4 separate regions of the Mus musculus genome follow, and regions 1, 2 and 3 are each linked to region 4. The links are chromatin contacts, called in public HiChIP or PLAC-seq and promoter capture Hi-C maps. All regions are on one chromosome and are shown on one strand. Each heading gives the region's core, a stretch centred on a gene start, on an enhancer-like site or on the middle of the called end of the contact. The rest is flanking DNA. Distances are from core to core; before and after follow the strand shown. Region 1 overlaps Disc1 (disrupted in schizophrenia 1). Region 2 holds the start of Gnpat (glyceronephosphate O-acyltransferase). Region 3 holds the start of Tsnax (translin-associated factor X). Region 4 holds the start of Ntpcr (nucleoside-triphosphatase, cancer-related).

Evidence for each region. Promoter capture Hi-C pulls out the DNA fragments that hold promoters and counts their contacts. HiChIP or PLAC-seq counts read pairs in DNA pulled down with a chosen protein or histone mark.
Region 1: an H3K4me3 HiChIP or PLAC-seq map of bone marrow-derived macrophages shows a contact between it and region 4, with 5 times the contacts expected there. The contact joins the enhancer-like site here to the promoter of Ntpcr in region 4. A contact is called at or near these places in 17 of 39 promoter capture datasets (the 3T3-L1 cell line, 3T3-L1-derived adipocytes, cancer-associated fibroblasts and 10 more), 1 of 484 Hi-C or Micro-C datasets (embryonic stem cells), 6 of 115 datasets of contacts at active chromatin or transcription factors (T-cell acute lymphoblastic leukemia, bone marrow-derived macrophages, craniofacial prominence and 3 more) and 1 of 9 other capture datasets (liver).
Region 2: an H3K4me3 HiChIP or PLAC-seq map of pro-B cells shows a contact between it and region 4, with 4 times the contacts expected there. The contact joins the promoter of Gnpat here to the promoter of Ntpcr in region 4. A contact is called at or near these places in 4 of 39 promoter capture datasets (hippocampal neurons, liver and pre-B cells) and 2 of 115 datasets of contacts at active chromatin or transcription factors (bone marrow-derived macrophages and pro-B cells).
Region 3: a contact with region 4 is called in a promoter capture Hi-C map of hippocampal neurons, with 6 times the contacts expected there. The contact joins the promoter of Tsnax here to the promoter of Ntpcr in region 4. A contact is called at or near these places in 3 of 39 promoter capture datasets (embryonic stem cells, hippocampal neurons and liver), 1 of 484 Hi-C or Micro-C datasets (embryonic stem cells) and 4 of 115 datasets of contacts at active chromatin or transcription factors (astrocytes, craniofacial prominence, embryonic forebrain and 1 more).

What each region holds. Positions count from the first base shown.
Region 1 is chr8:125,104,129-125,106,828 of GRCm38.p6, reverse strand. All of the region lies in intron 3 of Disc1 (disrupted in schizophrenia 1), which reads right to left. Among named protein-coding and RNA genes, the nearest start is that of Disc1, 51 kb to the right of the region's middle. Within about 2 kb of position 1,293, at least 4 of the 459 cell types and tissues checked have an H3K27ac peak or open chromatin away from gene starts, as enhancers often do. A contact at or near this core is called in bone marrow-derived macrophages, where this site is marked.
Region 2 is chr8:124,861,529-124,864,335 of GRCm38.p6, reverse strand. Gnpat (glyceronephosphate O-acyltransferase) reads right to left here and starts at 1,303. Exons shown (of 16, transcript NM_010322.3): 1 at 1,024-1,303. The coding sequence starts at 1,098. 2810004N23Rik (RIKEN cDNA 2810004N23 gene) reads left to right here and starts at 1,307. Exons shown (of 7, transcript NM_025615.2): 1 at 1,307-1,451. The coding sequence starts at 1,364.
Region 3 is chr8:125,011,730-125,014,429 of GRCm38.p6, reverse strand. It overlaps Tsnax (translin-associated factor X), which reads right to left and starts at 1,389. Exons shown (of 6, transcript NM_016909.3): 1 at 1,218-1,389; 2 at 816-920. The coding sequence starts at 1,233.
Region 4 is chr8:125,732,791-125,735,490 of GRCm38.p6, reverse strand. Ntpcr (nucleoside-triphosphatase, cancer-related) reads right to left here and starts at 1,288. Exons shown (of 5, transcript NM_025636.5): 1 at 1,142-1,288. The coding sequence starts at 1,175.

The DNA of each region.
Region 1 (2,700 bases), core at 44-2,543, 630 kb after region 4:
GGCAGTCCTGTACCTGTACTCTTTTCTACAATAATCCTGCAGGTACATGCCAGAGCCTTGCAGGGCAGGGTACAGTATCACTGACCACCCAGATCAATCAAGAGCTAGAAAGAGTATAGGCTGGGGAGGTGGTTTACTGGCAAACCGCTTGCATTGCAGGCATGAAGACCTGAGTTCAAATCCCCAGAATCTACATTAAAAGCTGAGCACAGGGGAACACACAGCCATCTTAGTGATGATGAGACAGAGACAGACAGACTCCTGAGAGCTAGCTGGCCAATGAGAGACCTGTCTCAAACAATGGAAATGCTAAGGGCTTGAGGCCTGACACCCAAGGGTGTCCTCTGACTAACTACCACATATGCAACATGCATGCACACACCTGCACCCATATGTGCAGCCACACAAGCATGTGTGCACACACACAAGGAAGGAATGCATGTGGTATCATGCACATCCATCTATCTGTCTTACGTTCTTCTATTGGACTGTTTTTAAAACTCTGAGGCAGAGCAGCAGAGATGTTTGTGAGCCCATGTGCCACCTGCAGAGCTATGGACAGAGTGTGTGGAGTGATGTCATCGGTGAGCTGTGGGCAGGGTGTTTGGAGTGATGTCATTAGTAGAGAGAACTTTCCTCCTGTGTTGACCACTCCCAAATGACATCATCTTTTCTGTTGTCTGAGAGGCTACACCCCTTCCTTGTCCCCTACGTATCCACAAAGAGAGGTGTCCCTGGAGCCCAGAGCTCACATGGACCCAGGGAGATGGACAGAATGTCACAGTTGGAGTGTCCAGGAGCCAGGCTGGGCAGCATAGCTCAGCATCCCTGCATTCTTGCTAGAGGCTAAGACCTTGAGTAATTCTCCCACACATTTCCTCTGGAGCCCCAAGCTTACAATGCAGGCCCCAAGAAAAAGCCTAAGTGCATGTTTGCCTTGGCTGGCGACCATTTTCATCAAAAGTACGCTGTCTGAGAAGGCAGCCACTAGCCAATGGGATGCTTAAAGTAACAAGAACACAAACACAAAGCCAGTGGTGTTTTGTTCTGTGTCTGTGTCCTTCTTCCTGGAGGTTATGGATACAGACTCCGCTAACCCACAGACAGTCGATTGTTCACTGACACCAGGTACAGCAAGCTTGTCACCATGCACTAGGGGTCCTTTGGGTGAGAAGACACAGCCTACTCAGCTTCCAGGAAAGAGAGAGGAAGAAGGGAGGGAAGGACAAAGGCAGAACTCGCATGGTTACGAAAGTCACCCGCCAAGGATGAGGGAGAGGCAAGGGGGAGCTATTGTGTGAGTCACAGTGTCTAGGGGCACCATGACATCATTGGTGGGACAAAATCACCAGACCAAGTTGTGTCATAAACCAGAATGAAGTCGGTACTTTTCAAGGTTTGCTCTGGGTGGACCATCAGAGAGGTTCATTTTAATCAGTGTTAACGTAGCCATGGGGCCATGTGTAAGTGACTCCTTGGGGTGCATGAGGCTTGGTAAGAAGAGTCAGCCACGGCTAGTGTGTCCACCACCATCGCACAGTATAGGAACGGGGAAAGCTGTTAGCACGCTACAGACCTGGCTCTGCATGTGAGCTGCTGCCTGCCCAGGGCTTAGGGTGAGCATGGACTGGCACCAAGAGAGGTAGGGCCCAGAGTACAGCTCTCTGTACTGTTTCCACTCTGACTTCTTCTGTTGTTCTGAGACGGAGTCTGCATGCGTAACCCAAACTATCCTAGAACACTGGATTCCCCTGCGTCAACTCTAAGAGTTGGGGTTATATGTGTGACGTTAGCAGCGACTGTCGTAGCGACTGTTAGTAGCGACTGGCAGGGCGTAGAATCCCTTGAACGCATGCCTCTGTCAGGCTGTCGGGGATTACTGAGATTGGATGAGTTTGACTGAGGTAGAGACACACACACTGACTAATTGACAAATAAGGAGGAGATAAAAGCCAAACACCAGCATCATCTCTCCCTGCTTCCTGACCACAGATGCACTGTGACTGGCATCATCTCTCCCTGCTTCCTGACCACAGATGCACTGTGACCGGCATCATCTCTCCCTGCTTCCTGACCACAGATGCACTGTGACCGGCATCATCTCTCCCTGCTTCCTGACCACGGATGCACTGTGACCGGCATCATCTCTCCCTGCTTCCTGACCACGGATGCACTGTGACCGGCATCATCTCTCCCTGCTTCCTGACCACGGATGCACTGTGACCGGCATCATCTCTCCCTGCTTCCTGACCACGGATGCACTGTGACCGGCTCCCTCAAACACCTGTTGCCATACCACCCACCATGATGGACCCAGGAACCGTGAGCCAGGACAAACCATTTCTTACTAACGCTGCTTATGTCTGGATATTCCGTCACAGCGACCAGAAAGGTCTAAGAGGGCAGCGGGCACCTACATGTGCCCTTCTCTATTAACTTTTCTAGATTGTTTTTTCTTCCTTACAAGAATATATGGACTGGAGAGGGGGCTCAGGGGTTAAGAGCACTAGCTGCCCTTCCATTGGATCCAAGTTCAGTTTCCAGCACTGGAACCAGGAGAATCTATCCCTGGGCCCAGTAACTAAGCAGGGAGCATGCAGTCAGGGTCCCCGGCCCCACAGAAACTGTGATTCCCCCAGGGAGGCTGTCATGGGTTGGCTGTGCCTGAATCCCACGAAGTCAAGCTTCCACTAAACCAAG
Region 2 (2,807 bases), core at 54-2,553, 870 kb after region 4:
TAGACTATAATCCTAGCTCTCTGGAGGTGAGGGCATGAGGAATGCAAGATCCAGAAAGCCTGGGGCTTCACAGCTAGTGCCAAAGCCAGAGAACAAACCAAGAAAATCTTGTTTCAAAAATAATTAATTAAGATTTTTTTTAACTCTCCCCCGAGGATGGAGAGATGGCACAAGGGTTAAGGGTCATTCCTTCAGCAACCACATTGGGGCAGCTCACAATCTGTAACTCAATTCCCAGAGCTGGCCTCTGATGCACCAGACACCTCGTGGTGCACATACACACATGCAGGTACACTCATACACATAAAAATAAGCAAATTCTCACCCCACCCCACCCGTAATTGTGCAAACCCACGGAGTGAAAGCACACGAAGTCTCCACCTTGATAATTGCTCGTGAATATTGTAAGTGACCAACACTCTGTTGGAAACCAAACGGGGCAAACCACCAGTTAAAACTAGAAGAGGAAGGAAGTGGGGGGCGGAAGGGGGTAGTGTAGAAGGTAAGTTGGACAGAAAACAGTGGCAATGGGTATCCTACTCAGAAACTTGTGCAAACATAACGAATAGAAGACAGTAATTTCCTGAGGTTCCAAGTAAGAGTTAAAAAAAAAAACTCTACGCGCATATTGTAGCCGAATATTTTTCTCTCTCAGGAATACTTAAGGTAGAGGGCTGGGGAGAAGGCGGGAGGTGGAGACCCAAAAGTCTTCTCGGGCTAGGTCAGGACTAAGATTACTACTCAACAGGCAGAACTCTAATGCTCCCCTCATGTTGTGTGCGGGGGCTCCCGGCCTGACGGGGAGAAGGGACAGAGGGACCGCCATCGATACAAACTTGTAAAAGCAGACGCGTTAACCGAGGCGCAGACACATGGTTGCCGTGGATACCAAGCCACGTACCCAACTGGGTTAGGACCCGCTCTTTAAGACAAGCAAGGGTCGTGGGCTGGGGACATAGGGATCGGGGAGGGACTGTCCTTCCCGCGACGTTGCCCTGGGCCTTGGTCCTCCCAGGCGCCTACCGCATAGAGGAGCACACTGCTAGGGCTGGCCGAGCCGACCGAGAATCGGGAGCTGGAGGAGCTAGGAACGTCCATGGCGCGGCTGCCGTCCCTGGCGGGGCCTGGGCTGGTCTGCTACACGGCTGTAGTGCAGCCGCTGGGGGCGGTTCTTTCGCACGGGGCGGCTCCCGTCTGCCCAGGACAGTGGCACTCCGTACGGCCACTGCACGGGACCCCGGGCACCGCCATCTTAACCAGGCCCGAGGCCGCGCAGGGACCGTGACGCACGCGCAGAAGCCGCGCCGGAAGCGGAAGTGGTGGGCACTGGGCGGGATCTGGGGGGGTCTCCGTGCTGATTCCCATGGCGGCGGAGCACGATTCGGACTCCGTTGAGCCTCCTGGTTCGGAGGCACTCCTGGACGCCGTTCTGCGGACCCTCTACGACCTGGGTGAGCGTAGCTCCTGGGAGGAGGCGGCCAAAGACAGTGAAACGCATCCCGAGGCGGCGGGACCACGGCCCACGTGGTCTCCTGGAGCCATGTCCGCAAGCGCTACCCTCTCCGGGACCTTCTCCCCCACTTGTTGGCCGACCTTTTGCTCTCCTTCTCACTGTGCAGGAAAATAAAATCAGAGATGGTTACTAAAGGCAGGCCACTCGCAGAAGGACAGGCACTGGCAGGCAGAAGAGCTCACGTTGATTGCCTGACTTTTAGAACCAGACACGTAACAAACGCTGTATTGTTTTTATTTTGGAGCGGTTGCTCAAAATTCCAAGCTCACTTACACGATTAAAAAGCAAAAGCAAGCTGAGAACTTGGAAGAACGTACCAGGTGTACATGTACATGCATTTTTGTGTGTTTCCCTCATTAACTGTCAGAGCAACCCATATATGTACACACATCTTCATAAAGGTCCTCCTTAAGAGCTCGAGTCTCAAGGTCTAGGGCCTGATGTCACATTCTGCGCTGTGTTAGGTTCTTTGTGTCCACCGACAACACTTGGCCTCCGACTTTCACAAGTTTGTTTGTTTGGGTTTTTTTTTTTTTTTTCTTTTTGGTTTTTCAAGACAGGGTTTCTCTGTGTAGCCCTGGCTGTCCTGGAACTCACTCTGTAGACCAGGCTGGCCTCGAACTCAGAAATCCGCCTGCCTCTGTCTCCCAAGTGCTGGGATTAAAGTCGTGCGCCGCCGCCACCACCACCACCTGGCTGACTTTCACAAGTTTTAAGACTAATTTTTAAAATCCTAGATACAGTTGATATTCACACATGCAGGAATTCATTACGGTAGTTACTTCCCAGCTACCTGGACTTTACCTATTCATTTTTATATCTATACTGGCAGAGTTACATTGGCCACAAGTACACAGCTAGTATTCAGAAAGCTCCTGGGCCCATACTGTAGGTCAGTACTGAGGCTTAGACGCCTGATTGAAATTTCAGATCACTGTTGAGAGTCTGAGCAGAAGAAACAAACTGAAGATGAGAAATAGAGTAGAAAGTAAAGGTATTCAAATTAAAGCAATTAAAGTTTAGCTGGATTCCCTTTAAATCCAAAACCGAAGGAAAACAAGAAGAACCCGGACATGTACCTGTAACCCTGCAGTGTGGTAAAAAGACATGCTAGTATAGAGGCAAATGCTTTTAACATGGTCCTGGGAACTATGACGTTGATGGCACCGGGTGTGAGGACTAGCGTAATTGTATTACTAAGGGTCAGAGGTGTATGCAGCTATCTGGGAAGGAAGGCAGGATTTTGATTTCTGAAAGTGTTGCCTGTGTTTGTGGTTTCCGGTTACTTTATTTA
Region 3 (2,700 bases), core at 140-2,639, 720 kb after region 4:
GGGAAGAGGGAGGGGGGGGAGTGGCGCACGTCTTTAATCCCAACACTTGGGAGGCAGAGGCAGGTGGATTTCTGAGTTCGAGGTCAGCCTGGTCTACAGAGTGAGTTCTAGGACAGCCAGGGCTACACAGAGAAACCTTGTCTCGAAAAAAAAAACAAAAACAAAAAAGAAAAAAACACAAAAACAAAAACAAAACTGTCCACACATTAGCTGGGACCCTTCTCTTTACAAGGTGCAACCTAATTCTTTCTTCCTAAATATGAAGCAGTTTTTACTTTGCGTTACTTTTAGCAAATGCAAAGTGGCAAACATCTATATCCCAAAGCCCTTGACTATGGTGGCCTATATTAACATTAGTAAACAGTAAAAAGTCCCACATAAAAAGCATTAAATGTTAAATAATATGGAAATATCTGCCACATTCTTACCAACTGTTCTGTATGTAACATCATCTTCACACTTACCATTTACTAGCACATATATTTATATTTAGAGTGTGTTAGATTGGTTACTAGACTGGCAAGACTTATTTTGAGGTAGCACTCTGCATAGAACAGGAACTATTAGTGAATCTCGTACATACATGTACACTGGTATTCTTGTTCTATTAACTTGGTCAAGTTATCCTGATATCGGAATGTTTAGAATACAGATTTTTTTTTTTTCTGGGCAGACCTAGCACCAACACGAAACATTCAGGAAAACTAAGCCTTACATCGGCATGGACTAAAGGCTCCCTAACCGACCCCACACCCGAACACTACGGCGACACGATTGTTACGGTTATGGTTCTAATTCTCCTAATGGAAACTTACATTTGAAGGCCAGCATCACCGGCGAAGACAAACTGGCATCCTTCCCCTCTCTCCTTTGGTTATGTGGGAAGGTGTCATGCTTCCTCTTCCTGAACCCTCCTGGTCCTTAGGCAGAAAAGAAGAGATGGATGGAGCCCTTGCGATGCCGCGCTAGCACAGCCCAGGCTATCCCCTTCGTCCCCCGGTACCCACAGGGCTCGACCTCTCCAGCCACACACAGGTCCCCAAACTCGTGCACTGGTGCAGGGGTCGCACAAAACGCGGCTTGAGACCCCAGGCACCCGGCTGCGCTCTGGGTCGGTCCGCAGGGTCCCCTGGGGGCGTGCGATGGATGGCACGGTGACAGCCGAGCACAGGGGCCAGGCCCTGCCAGCCCCTCCCCTCCACGCGCCGGCCCCGCACCTTCTTTGCCGTTCATGGCCGCGGGGCCTCGGCTTGCACGCGCAGGGATCGCAGCCGCCGGGCCAGCTCAGCGAAAGGCCGTCGCGGGACGCCGCGCTGAGCCCGTGGGTGACAGCGCACACCACCCTGGTCGCAGTAGGCGGCCGCCGGAAGCGGATCCTTCACGCAGCCTCAGCCGGGAGCTGCGTCCGCCGCGGAGTCCCCTCGGCCGCACACACTTCCGGCCCGTGTCCCACACCGCCTGGGCGGGCATGCGGGCGGGCGCGCTCCTGCAGCAGCGCACGTTTCCGGCCGGGCTCCCGGCGCGCTCCCTGTGCTGCACATACTTCCGGTCTGTGTCCCGGCTTCTCCCACGTCCAAGTGCCTACCCGGCGCTCTCTCTCAGTCGCGCATGCTTCCGGTGTGCCAGGTTGTGGTGCAAGCCGTTGAGTGCCTACCTGAGCTGTGTAGTCCTGTCGCGGGCAGCGGCCTCCTGTCCCCTCGCCTCTCTGAGCAGCCTCCTGCGTCCATGCATGCCCTTGGCATGTGCTGGGTGCGTGGCACCTGGAAGTGTCGCAAGGTCTTCGAAGAGAAGCAGCTTTGGAATAGATGGAAAGTTTGGTCACATTGTCAAGCCCTAAGGCTGTTGTTTGAGCACATGCTACCTCACCTAGCTAGTACCATTCCTTTGAGGCTTCCAGCAGCCCATTAGAGACCATGCTCAATTAAGATTACTTATTGAACAAAGCCCAACATCTTGAGTCAAGTTCAGCCATGTGCATGTTACAGACATTTTAGTCACACAGTCTGTTCTTGTTAACTTAGGAACAGACACACTTATGGAAATGATATACGTAGAATTAGCCAGTGAAGTCAAGGCCACAACAGCATCACAGGAGGGTCTCCCAGCTCAAAAATCAGGCCATAAGCTGTCACCATTGAATCAGCAAAAAGCTAGATGGTTTGGGCAGAGTCCTGCATGAAAAGGCTGTGGGGGAACAACAATGGATGAATGTTGGACACATAACCATCTTGAATTTCTGTGACTTCTGAGCCCACATTCACCAGTTGTCTTAGCGTTTGTATTCCTGCACAAAACATGACCAATAAGTTGGGGAGGAAAGGGTTTATTCAGCTTATACTTCCACATCGTTATTCATGCCAAAGGAAATCAGGACAGGGACTCACACAGGAAGGAACTTGGAGGCAGGAGCTGATGTAGAGGCCATGGAGGGGTGTTTCTTACTGGCTTGCTTCCTCTGACTTGCTAAGCCTGCTTTCTTATAGAACCCAGGACCACTAGCCCAGGGATGGCACCACCCACAATGGGCTGGGCCCTCCCCCCTTGATCACTAGTTGAGAAAATGTCTTACAGCTGGATCTCATGGAGGCATTTCCTCAAGGGAGGCTCCTTTCTCTGTGATAACTCCAGCTTGTGTCAAGTTGACACACAAAACCAGTATTCCACTATTTTTGACGATGTGGGGCTACAGGGATTGCTCAG
Region 4 (2,700 bases), core at 39-2,538:
AGCCTGTCACTTTAACATTTCACTTTAGCTCTCATACCAAGCAGGCAGCACTTTTATTATAAGGGGAGGGGAGTATATTTATGGGCCAGCAAGACGGCTCAATGGGGCAACAAGAACCAACTCCTCAAAGTTGTCCTCTGACCTCCACACCTGCGCACACACTCACATACGTAAATAAATGCAACTTTCAAACTCCATATATCCGTATTTCCAAACAGACAACACACAGCAGCCCAAGAGCTCTTGACCCAGAGGCTATCTCCTCACAGGGATTGTTATGTTAAAAACAGCTGAGCAAGCCAGACAGTGGTGGCCCATGCCTTTAATCCCAGCACTTGGTAGGCAGAGGCAGGTGGATTTCTGAGTTGGGGCCAGCCTGGTCTACAGAGTGAGTTCCAAGACAGCCAGGGCTACACAGAGAAACCCTGTCTCAAAAACCAAACCAAAAAAAAAAAAAACCAGCTGAGCAAAGCCCCCTCTGAGATGACTTACAGATGCTGGTCAATATTTAGGAAGAGGCTGAGAGGCAGTGGTGCTGACAAAGGGTGCTTTCTTTTTAAAAGTCTCGCTAACTTGCTGGAGAGGGGCTTAGAAAGCCAAACCCTTTGGGATGTTAGTGAGACACACTGGAGTGGGGCCTGTAGCGCAAGGGGCGAAGCATTACTAACTCTTGAGACAGGAGGCAGGGGTGTAGAGGTGCAAATCCGGGACTGACAGTACTCCCAGGTTCTCCTCGGGGAGGAGGGGAAAGCCTGTGAGTCCGGTGTTCACTAAACCTCTTATGAACATAGGTATTGATGATGGCTCCGGGTGAACCCTACAGCAGGAAGCTGGGGACCCAACTGCACCCTGATTTCAAATGCAGGGCATGCTGTGCAAGGCCGGCGCGCCTCCAACTGCGGCCCCCTGCTCCTCCCCAAAGCCTCTGCCTGTTCAACTGACTCTAAAGTCTACAGAGTACACCTGGGCCTCAGTGGCGCGAGACCCGGGTGACAACCGGTCCTTGGGGACATGTAACCGGTGCTCCCCAGTCCTCCTGGCCTTCCCTCTCGCCGGGTTGCGATACACCAAGCCAGGCCGGAGACCGGACAGAGGTCCAGGCGCTCTACCTCCCCGCCAAGTCCCGCAGGCTCTGGGTCACCTGGAGGCCCGGTGAGGAACACGTGCCGCGACATGTGCGTGGGGGTCTGGGTGCGGGGTGGTCCAGAGCGGGGCGGTCGGGGGTCAGAATGGGCGGCCAGGCTCCACCCCTTACGCTGAAGGCCACGCCCCTGTCGGCAGGGAAAGCACCGCCCCGCCCCGTGGTCGCGCATGCGTTTCCAACGCTCCCCCCCCCCCCTTCCCGACACACAAGGCGCACGCGCATTCTTCCCTACTCCTGGTGCTATGTGGCAGTGGCTGGCTGTAAGGTCTGGGAACAGTCCTATGTGCCAGACTCACGTGAGGTGTCTGCACGGATGCATTCGTGGAAATTCCAGATACTTGGCCGTTGCTACTTAAGTATCTGAGTTCTGTCCCTGAGACCCTCACCTCAGGCTGCAAGTGAGCTCCTATGTAGCAATAGAAACCCTCCTTGAAGGAGCAGCCGTTGGTGGGATTTGAACTCCGTGTACAATGTTCACTTGGCTGCGGAGCAGTCAGCTGGAGAACAGCTAACCTCAATTTATCCTGGCCTCCACCTCCCGAGATGAATATCTGAGACAAGGTAGTAAGAGTCTAAAGATCTGATTAAGCTTTTTTATTGCAACCTGGAAGTAGAAGGAGCTTCCAGTGACCTGACCTGAGCGGCAGAAACGGCAGAAAGAGTTGTGGAAAGCAGAAACAAGAGCAAAAGCGAGGCTTCTCTCCGCAGAGTTCTCCCCTTCCATTGCTGAAAAAGAACTTCCTCACTGACTTCATTCAGCTGACTGGGACGCCCATGCTCGGGGGAAACTAGCCCAAAACAGTTTTTTCAAAGCCAGTTTGATGGTCATCTTAGTGATAGTGCCTTGATTCCATTTTGGCCCGATCTGGACTGCTAGGGGCTCACACAGCAGCTTGGCCCAAAGCGATGGCCTCCTTTAGACTGGAGTAACTGGCATTGGTCCGGAGAACTTGAACCTGTTTGCAGGAGGTTTTCAAGCTTGCCCACGTTGCAGACCTCTGATGCAGGCGGACTTCCTATCCCCAGCCATGCACCGAATCCCTCATCTCTGCTCCATACCTCCACACTTGTCTATCAACCCACAACTGCCTTACCCAGAGAAAGTGGATCCTTACCTCAGTTAGCCTCGAGACTCATTCCACCAGCAAATGAAGTGGCAGTGGCTTTTGCCCGCGATGTACCTGTAGACCCTTCTAGTCGAGCATGCGTGCAGTTGGGCTTGTGCTCAGTCACCCTCCATTCTGGATGAGAAAGCCATTTCCAGGAATCCTTACCTTTAATTGGTTTGCGAATGTAATATACATACACACATTCACACACACACACACACACACACACACACACACACACACACACATTTTTGGACTCCTTTCAGCAGGCAATATATGCCAGTTTAACAGCTCAGTTTCCTGCTGTTTAAATCACCTAAAAAGATTGGCAAGCCACACCTGCCACTGTCATCTCAGTGTTGTTTATAGCCCTGTGTTACTCTAATGGAGTATTATTACTTCTTATCCCAATGGGTAACTTGCCTTCCGCATCTTGCACCTGCATGG